Linked DNA regions of Sus scrofa: regions 1 and 3 are each linked to region 2. A link is a contact called in public Hi-C and HiChIP or PLAC-seq data. All regions are on one chromosome and are shown on one strand. The core of a region is the stretch at or near the end of the contact, and the rest is flanking DNA. Distances in the headings are between cores, read along the strand shown. Region 1 overlaps TCF7L2 (transcription factor 7-like 2). Region 2 holds the start of TCF7L2 (transcription factor 7-like 2). Region 3 overlaps TCF7L2 (transcription factor 7-like 2).

Region 1 (2,700 bases), core at 28-2,527, 93 kb after region 2:
ACAGGGTGCCTACATTTTTTTTTTTTTTTTTAAGAGATTGCCCAGTGGAGAAATCTAAGACTCGATTATTTATTCTGGGAAATGGGTATTTTCCCTGTCACTTTGCATAGCGTGTTCAAGGTGATCTCCTGATTGGCTTGTTAATGGTTTGCAGGTCTGATTTTCATCTCTTCAATCAGTTTAATATAATCCATCATCTCCTGGATTTCAGAATTGGAGTATATACTGGGGAATTGAGGAGGGGGGGACCCCGGAGGGGTCTGGATGGGAAGGTTTGTTGTTATGGTCCTTTTGCACATAAGGATGTGAAAGTCCTGTGAGCTAGGGGAGTTCATCAGGATTCCATAGGTGGAAATGGCCATTTTCAGACAATTTTCCAGATCTTTTTCCAGCCCAGGCTCTCCCCCGAGTGCCCTATTCAGCTTCCATGCAGATGCCAAATAGACATGAGAAAATTAGCCTTCCAGAATCAAAGTCTTTATTTCCACCCATTCCCCGCTGCCAAACCTGTTCCTTCCAGTGTTCACCATCACAGTACAGATCTTCAGCACACACCAGGTGCGTGGGCCCCAAATCTTGGGGTTCATCTTTGACTCATCTTTTTCTCTCACTCCCCACATTCAATCCACTGGCCTATCCTGTAGGCTTGTCATCCATCCACATGGCATATCAGCTCTGCCTTCAAAATAGCTGTGGAATCGGACCCCTCTCCACCCCTCCACCATCACCAGTGAAGTCCAGGCTGCTGGCACCTCTCACTGCGGTGTTGCCGGAGCACCTGTCCTGGTTGCCCCACTTCCCACCATTGCCATTTTCCATTTCCATCCTTGGTTCCTGCTGTTCTTTCCCGTGTTTGAGATGGCCTTTGAATTCCTTAATAAGCAGATCGTGTCACATGCTTCTGCTAAAAATCTGGAGGGTAGAGCTTGTCTTTTGAAAGAGAACCGGGGCAGCTATGAACAGCAGAAAGGTCCATTGGGCCCAGAAGCAGTCACGCTTATAGAGTGTTGTGTTGGCTGGAGGACAGAGAGCGGGGCAATAGGAGGGCACGAAGGCTGAGTGAGCCCCGACCACCAGTCCTTTGCCAGTGCAGCAGGGTGTGGCTGTGTCTGGCCACCCCCTTGGTACCGCATCCGAGCCCTGCCCATTTTTGCCAGCGCGTGGTCTGTCCAGCCATAGTCTGACTGCCACGAGAAGCTTGTGAAGAACTCTGGCAGGCGTGATGCAATCTGTGTTCCGGGCAGAGGCTGCAGAGCGAGTGGATCCAGGCAGTAAGATTAAGTGCATCATAGAGACTGCTTAATAGGCTTGAATGAGATGGGTCACCATGTGCCAAAGTGCAGTGGGGCAAAGGCCTCTTGTTCGTGCTCTAGGGCACAGGCTGACTGTTCTTCTTGCAAGCACATTGTCTCTCTTGTCCAGGTGCTGAGGTGAAGCAAGTAGCAAGTGTTTCAAAAGGCTGGAGAAGGAAGGAGGGAGGGAGGGTCCACACCACAAGCCGTGGGACTGGACTGTGCCCGTGGCCCCCGGAGACCACGTGGGATATGGGTGCTCCCTTATCGAGACCTGGCCTTGGACCTGACCTCTGACTCTTCCCCCTTCTAGTGCTTCTGAGGTGAGGCCCGAGTCAGGGACACGTGTGAAATTCCGAGGGAGGTATTCCTCCCTGGCCCTTTCAGACTCAAGGGAGAAGCCAACCTTGCTGGGTGGAGAAAGAACATAAAATCTAAACGAATACATCTCAGTAACAGAAAGAGGAGTGTGGCTGGGTGGAAGGGCTCTGGGCAGATTGTTAGGATGATTCAGCTGAAACGGGGGGAAAAATTAGTTTTGGGGAAAGAGGTAGCAGCCCCCTTCAGCCAAAGCCTGGAAACGGAATGTCTGAAGCCAAAATAGTCCTGGCCAAGGCACGAAGTCACTGTCGAGATGGAATAAGTATGACTGGAAGAAGCCCTTTCCGCTTTCAGAATACAGCCAAGCATCCCCCCCGCCCCCACCCTGCCCAAAATGCTCTCTTGGCGTCATCTTTATTATGCTTTCTTCTTCAATTACCAAGTCGTTTTTTAGGAATTGAGAGTAACACCTATGCACCAGCCTTTTGGTGTAAGAAACCAAATGTTAAAAAAATGGAGAAGAGTCCACCTGTATCTCTACATGCCCCCCTTTCCTCCACATTTATCTCTACACCCCCCGCCCTGCCGACAGCATCCTTCCCCATCCTGTCTATAGGGAACCACCTTTCCCTATTCTGGTCCGTCCAGGCAGACATGTGATTTAAGCAAAGAAGAGAGAGTCTGACTCCATGCTCTGCCTGCCTTCACACACACACACACACACACACACACACACACACACACACACACCACACACACACACACACTCACTCTGAATGGAGGGTGCTTGTTTGTAGAAGATGATGTGTGTGTTTGATACCATTTAATTCTGTGCAGCCAACTCCAGCCCTGGACCATGCAGGTAGGAAGCCAAGTAGTCTGAGATGGTTTTCTGTCGCTTACAACCAAAGGAGTCTGACCAGTACAATTTTCAAAGCTCTAAGGCATATTTAAAAAATGTTTCATCTTTTCGATGTTCAGTTCTTGTGAGTAAAAATACTGGAGCATCAACTGATCATTTTTGCCACTCTGTAAATAGGGACCCGTGGGAAGGAAGCATACTTGCCTTCTTTACCAACGGGGCTGG
Region 2 (2,700 bases), core at 56-2,555:
TGGTTCTTTTTGTCTCTTTCATATGGTAGATTCCTGTCCACTTCTCATTGGATATTTGCAAGAAAATCAGTGTTCTTGCTCCATTTTCCAGGAATACTGCGTTTTGGGACCCAGGCCTTTTCCCCTTTAACATAATTTTCTTTCCCATTTGTAGTGAATCAATCTACTTCCCCAAGAGAGCCTAAAAATCAACAAATACCTGCCTCAAACCTCAGGTTTTCCATCTCCTCCCTGAGGCCTTCAAGCATCAGCTGGGTTAGCAATTTCCTGCCAGAGCCATCTACATCTTGATTATTTGGTCAGTCTTTCGGGAATTTCATTTCAGACCCCCTTCCAGAAAGACTCCAGCACCACTGATCCCAGAGGTTGGTGAACTTTCAGTTTTATTTTCCCTGGTGATGTTAACGCCCAAACTTTTCACTTCCAAAGCCAGAAAGGACTTTGAATCCTAACTCATTTCCTACCACCTCCAACTCAGTTAAAACAAACAAACAAACAAAAAGCCACAACACTACATTGAAATGAATCATGCATTTTTCCTTAAGGATATTTTTAATGCCCCTGACAAACACCACAGTGTTGGAATTTTTTTTTTTTTTTTGGATAAAAAGTCATTTTGGCATATTTAGTCTAGTGAGACAAGATTTAATGAAATGATTCACTATTAATAAACAAAAAGGGGAGGGAAGACCTCGTGGGTTAATAGTTTCTTTCACTGCAGATGACCAGGAACTTTGCCCAGCCCTCCACTTCCCCAGGCTCTCTGAAAGTGGAGGGTTGATCTCTCTTTTTCGACCACTTCTGTTACATCCCGCCCGAGGGTGGCTGATTTCACTGCTGGCTAAACCACCAAGCACCCCACCCTCCCACCCATTCCCCACAACACTCTCCTCCTTTTCCCCTTCCTTAAGACTTATTTCTAATGTTTCCAAAGTGCACTTTTTCTGGGCCTCTCCCCATCCCCGCCCCCCAAGTGGGCTTTCCTTCCGCCTTTCCCGGCTCGGATTCCTGACTCGGTCGCCACCCTCTTCCCCTCCTCTCCTACCCCGCATTGTCTTTCTGAAGCCGGCCCCCTCCCGGAGCGAGTCCCCGTTCCCTCGCCCAGACTCCCGGGCTCGCACACTCTCAGCGCAGGCCTCTCCCCCTGCACACTCCTCCCTCTGTCTCTCTGCCCCTCTCCTCCCCCGCCCCTCTCCTCCTCCTCCTCTCCCTCCTCCCTCTCCCGGCGCCCGAAAGGATCATTGTTAGCCGCCCCCGCCCCGCCCACTCCGGCTGTTTATTTATGCAGACGTCACCCGGCCGGCCCCGCCCCTCGGCATCTCATTAAGCGAGTGTGTTCCTCTCGCCCTGTCAATAATCTCCGCTCCCAGACTACTCCGTTCCTCCGGATTTCGATCCCCCTTTTTCTATCTGTCAATCAGCGCCGCCTTTGAACTGAAAAGCTCTCAGTCTAACTTCAACTCACTCAAATCCGAGCGGCACGAGCTCCTCCTGTATCTTCGGCTTCCCCCCCCTTTGCTCTTTATATCTGACTTCTTGTTGTTGTTGGTGGTGTTTTTTTTTTTACCCCCCTTTTTTTATTTATTATTTTTTTGCACATTGATCGGATCCTTGGGAACGAGAGAAAAAAGAAACCCAAACTCACGCGTGCAGAAGATCTCCCCCCCCTTCCCCTCCCCTCCTCCCTCTTTCCCCTCCCCAGGAGAAAAAGACCCCAAAGCAGAAAAAAAGTTCACCTTGGACTCGTCTTTTTCTTGCAATATTTTTTTTGGGGGGGTAAAACTTTTTGGGTTTTTTTTTTTTTTTTGGCTTTTCTTCCTCCTTCATTTTTCTTCCAAAATTGCTGCTGGTGGGTGAAAAAAATGCCGCAGCTGAACGGCGGTGGAGGAGATGACCTAGGCGCCAACGACGAACTGATTTCCTTCAAAGACGAGGGCGAGCAGGAGGAGAAGAGCTCCGAAAACTCCTCGGCAGAGAGGGATTTAGCTGATGTCAAATCGTCTCTAGTCAATGAATCAGAAACGAATCAAAACAGCTCCTCCGATTCCGAGGTAGGAAAAGCCCCTCGGGCTGGTGGGGTTCTGAATCTATTTCCTGGGCTTGGCAAAGGTTGCTTACAGGGGAGAAATCGGGGCTGGGGGCGGCGGTAGGGCGCCGCGGGGCCGGGCGGGCGGCGTGTGCGTGTGGTGCCACCATTGCAAAAAGTTGTAACCCTGTTTTTCTCTCCCCCCAAACCCCCACCCCACTGATTCTTTTTCTCCCCCTTCTCCCCCCTCTGCGTGCCGTTTGCCCCTCGCCCTCCCCACCTCCACCCCTCCGGGAAGGCGGAAAGACGGCCTCCGCCTCGCTCCGAAAGTTTCCGAGATAAATCCCGGGAAAGTTTGGAAGAAGGTGAGTACGTCCCGCGCGCCCCGCAGCCGCCGGGAGCTGCCCCCCGGGCCCGCCGCCCCGCGTGCCCCGGCCGGGCCGGGGCGCCCGGCCACTTGGGGCACTTTCTAAAAAGTTTCTCCTCGCTCTCTCCCGGTCCGCGCGGCCGCCGCCGTCCCCTCGCCGTCCCGCCATGTTAGCGGCCAAGAGGCAAGATGGAGGGCTCTTTAAGGGGCCACCGTATCCCGGCTACCCCTTCATCATGATCCCCGACCTGACGAGCCCCTACCTCCCCAACGGATCGCTCTCGCCCACCGCCCGAACCGTAAGTGC
Region 3 (2,700 bases), core at 106-2,605, 67 kb after region 2:
ACATTTTAAGTTCATTTTTAACCAGCCTACCTCTTGTAGAAGCTTCTGTCAGCTGATCCCCAATGGGGAGATGAGATGGTGACCTCTGTCCATAGAGTGAGGTCAGGCTGGAAGAGAGAGCCCAAGAGCTGGTTAGATGGGTAGAGAGGCTGAGTTAGTTCCTCCCCCTGCCTTCCTAGCCTTTTCTGGGGATCAAGGCCCCTGTGACCGGACATCTTTAAGTTCAGCCTGCCTCTGTCTCTTTCCACCGCTGTCAAAAGACTGAGACCTGAAGTTCCATCTCCCGGATTTCGGGGAGCTCTTGGAGTGGAGGTGGCCAGGTTCCGTGGTCAGGGCTGGTTGGGATTACAAATAAACTGAAGCCTGGGAAACTTTCTTGCTATTAATAGTGCAGACCTTTAGGGGAGGGAATAACCAAACTTGATGCTGTTGGAATTGATTTTGCCTGTCCAGATGACATACTAATGAGCTAAGTGGGTAGCTGCCGATCGTTACTGCTCCTTCCCTAGCCAAGTTCTTTCAAAGCCGAAAACCACAAAAGCAGAGAACAAGTTGGTTTCCAGAGGCATGGCCACCCCGTCAAGCCTGGCGAGGTGGTCAGCTTCGGTTGCACGTGAGGAATCGGAAGTGGCACTTCACTCCGGATGAGTTGTGTTATCTAACTGCATTTCCTTACCTGGTGTCCTTTCTCCCTTTTGAAACAGGAATTTGATTTGGTGTCTGGATTTTTGATGGGGATATTTCTGTCTCTTCGGTGCCTTTGGGTTATTTTGGAGAGTTTCTCTCCCGGCCCTGGTGTGTCAGCGTGCTGTCAACTGCGCACACGCTCTCTGGGGAGAAAGTCTAAGTAAAACAACCCCAAGATCCCTGTCTCTTCAAATCATCCCCCTTTGATTGTAACATCCATTGCTCGGCTCTTCCTGGCATGTCCTGATCTCTCTCTCTGTCTACAATTAAAACCAAAACTGCCACTTGGTCCCAAGTCCCCGGAGGATCCAGGGTTCCTCACATTGGAAGTGGACAGAACTGTATTTCCTTCCCCAAATGGGGTGATTGTGCTCGAAATATCGCCTGGTAGTTTATTAGAGGAAACCTCAGGCTGGGGTCAGAGGCAGTTTCTCCTGCTGTCTTGCCCCTTTTTTCTAGATCTTTCTCCCTCCCCCACCCCCATTCAACTTAACACCCCTCCCCGCCCCCGCCCCATGGCATGCTGTCCGGGGTGGGGGGCGGGCAGCCCCGCATCTCTCTGGGCCACGCGTGAAGTTGGAGCACAGCAGCTTCACGGCGACCTGTCCTCACTCGTCCTTCTGGAACGTGAGGAAGGAATGTGGGGTGTGGACTTCCTTGAGAGACTGGGATTAGGCCAGTGGAGTCGGCCGGCAGATGAGAGGTGTGTGGGCCAAGGGAACCATTGTGTGAGGCGTCTCCGGACAGAAAGCCTGCCTTCATCTTTTCCTGTGCCCAATGGACAATTGAGACATTCAGCCCGCGTCTGAAAGGAGAGTGGGCCCGAGGGGTCTCGCAGACCCCGCCCAGAGGAAGGCTCCTAGGAGCAGCAGAGAGAGACAAGGATTACCAGCCGGAGAAACAACTGGGGCTGGTCCTGGGAGAGAATGTTTATTTCCTTGCTCTCTAGGAGGGATTTGGAAAGAGCCATAATCCTGGGTTAGGAGTAATTTGTTACAGCAAGATGATACTTGAGTGGCAGGCCGCTTCTGGCTGAGGCAGCAAGACTTGTGTGCAGGGGGGTCGGGGGGCCTCCCGAAGGTCAGCCTCACTAAATCTTCCCCCGGCTCAGGGCTGGTTCTTCCCCGAGCAAAATTAACCCGTGCCGCCGCTTGACCTTTCGGCTTCCTGGGTGTCGCCTTACGAAGCATCTCCCCGTGCATGTCACAGCTAGAACTGGACAGTAAAAATTTGGACAGGGAGACCTTGCTGGAGCCACCGACCTCTTTCACATGTGACAAGCGGGGGAAAAAAAGTAAAAAGAAAACAGCCTGCTTCAGGGTTTCAGTTGGAGTTTGAGGTCTGTCTTGCATTTGGCTTCTACGGGGACTTGACTAGAGCATGTGAATTGGTTGTTGGTTGACCGCAAAGACTTTTGGTGTCACTTGTCCTCCTGGGGGAGGGGGTGAGAAGTACAGAATAGGCAGGAGACCCGCATCGGAAAAAGCCAAGTCCTGAGAGCTCCTGGCGGTGGAGAGGGGAAGGTCTCATCAGAAAAAGCCCAGTCTTGAGAGCTCCCGGCCGTGGAGAAAGGAAGGAATTTTTTCGAGTTCTTGATTTTAATATGTGCTGCAATCTGATCATGCATGCATTGCAAACAACCCTCCCAGGTCGCCAGGACCCTGTTACTCTCTCTCTGGCTTTGTACCTCTCAAGGGTCATCTGATGGCCACGTCTCTAACACTTTACGTGGTAAACCCGTAACTTCTGGCTTGTAAATCCCCCTGTGCAGTTGGAGGTGAAAATAGCAAAGCTGAACTCTCTTGGACCTTATGTAACTCTTCCTTTTACTTCATTTACACTGTTGACCCTTTGCGTTTGGAAAAGTTGGTCTGGAGATTTTAGGCAGGCGGTTCCCATGCGCATTTTTTAGATGGGAAACTGAGGTGCAGAGCCACGTGACCTGCCTGAGGCCGCAGGATGGTGGAGGATGAACTGTGGCTTCGGTTTTCTGAACTCTCTATGGTTCTGTTG

The links. A called contact is a pair of places that touch in the nucleus more often than the background predicts. HiChIP or PLAC-seq counts read pairs in DNA pulled down with a chosen protein or histone mark.
Region 1: a contact with region 2 is called in a Hi-C map of liver, with 3 times the contacts expected there. The contact joins the enhancer-like site here to the promoter of TCF7L2 in region 2. A contact is called at or near these places in 1 of 5 promoter capture datasets (liver), 11 of 47 Hi-C or Micro-C datasets (adipocytes, alveolar macrophages, embryonic fibroblasts and 5 more) and 2 of 2 datasets of contacts at active chromatin or transcription factors (alveolar macrophages and skeletal muscle).
Region 3: an H3K27ac HiChIP or PLAC-seq map of skeletal muscle shows a contact between it and region 2. The contact joins the enhancer-like site here to the promoter of TCF7L2 in region 2. A contact is called at or near these places in 1 of 5 promoter capture datasets (liver), 8 of 47 Hi-C or Micro-C datasets (embryonic fibroblasts, fetal skeletal muscle, liver and 3 more) and 2 of 2 datasets of contacts at active chromatin or transcription factors (alveolar macrophages and skeletal muscle).

What each region holds. Positions count from the first base shown.
Region 1 is chr14:123,435,739-123,438,438 of Sscrofa11.1, forward strand. The region is part of intron 5 of TCF7L2 (transcription factor 7-like 2); the gene reads left to right. Among named protein-coding and RNA genes, the nearest start is that of TCF7L2, 93 kb to the left of the region's middle. Within about 2 kb of position 1,278, at least 11 of the 83 cell types and tissues checked have an H3K27ac peak or open chromatin away from gene starts, as enhancers often do. A contact at or near this core is called in alveolar macrophages and liver, where this site is marked.
Region 2 is chr14:123,342,390-123,345,089 of Sscrofa11.1, forward strand. It overlaps TCF7L2 (transcription factor 7-like 2), which reads left to right and starts at 1,306. Exons shown (of 17, transcript XM_005657478.3): 1 at 1,306-2,051; 2 at 2,325-2,391; 3 at 2,568-2,692. The coding sequence starts at 1,863.
Region 3 is chr14:123,409,001-123,411,700 of Sscrofa11.1, forward strand. All of the region lies in intron 4 of TCF7L2 (transcription factor 7-like 2), which reads left to right. Among named protein-coding and RNA genes, the nearest start is that of TCF7L2, 67 kb to the left of the region's middle. Within about 2 kb of position 1,356, at least 15 of the 83 cell types and tissues checked have an H3K27ac peak or open chromatin away from gene starts, as enhancers often do. A contact at or near this core is called in fetal skeletal muscle and skeletal muscle, where this site is marked.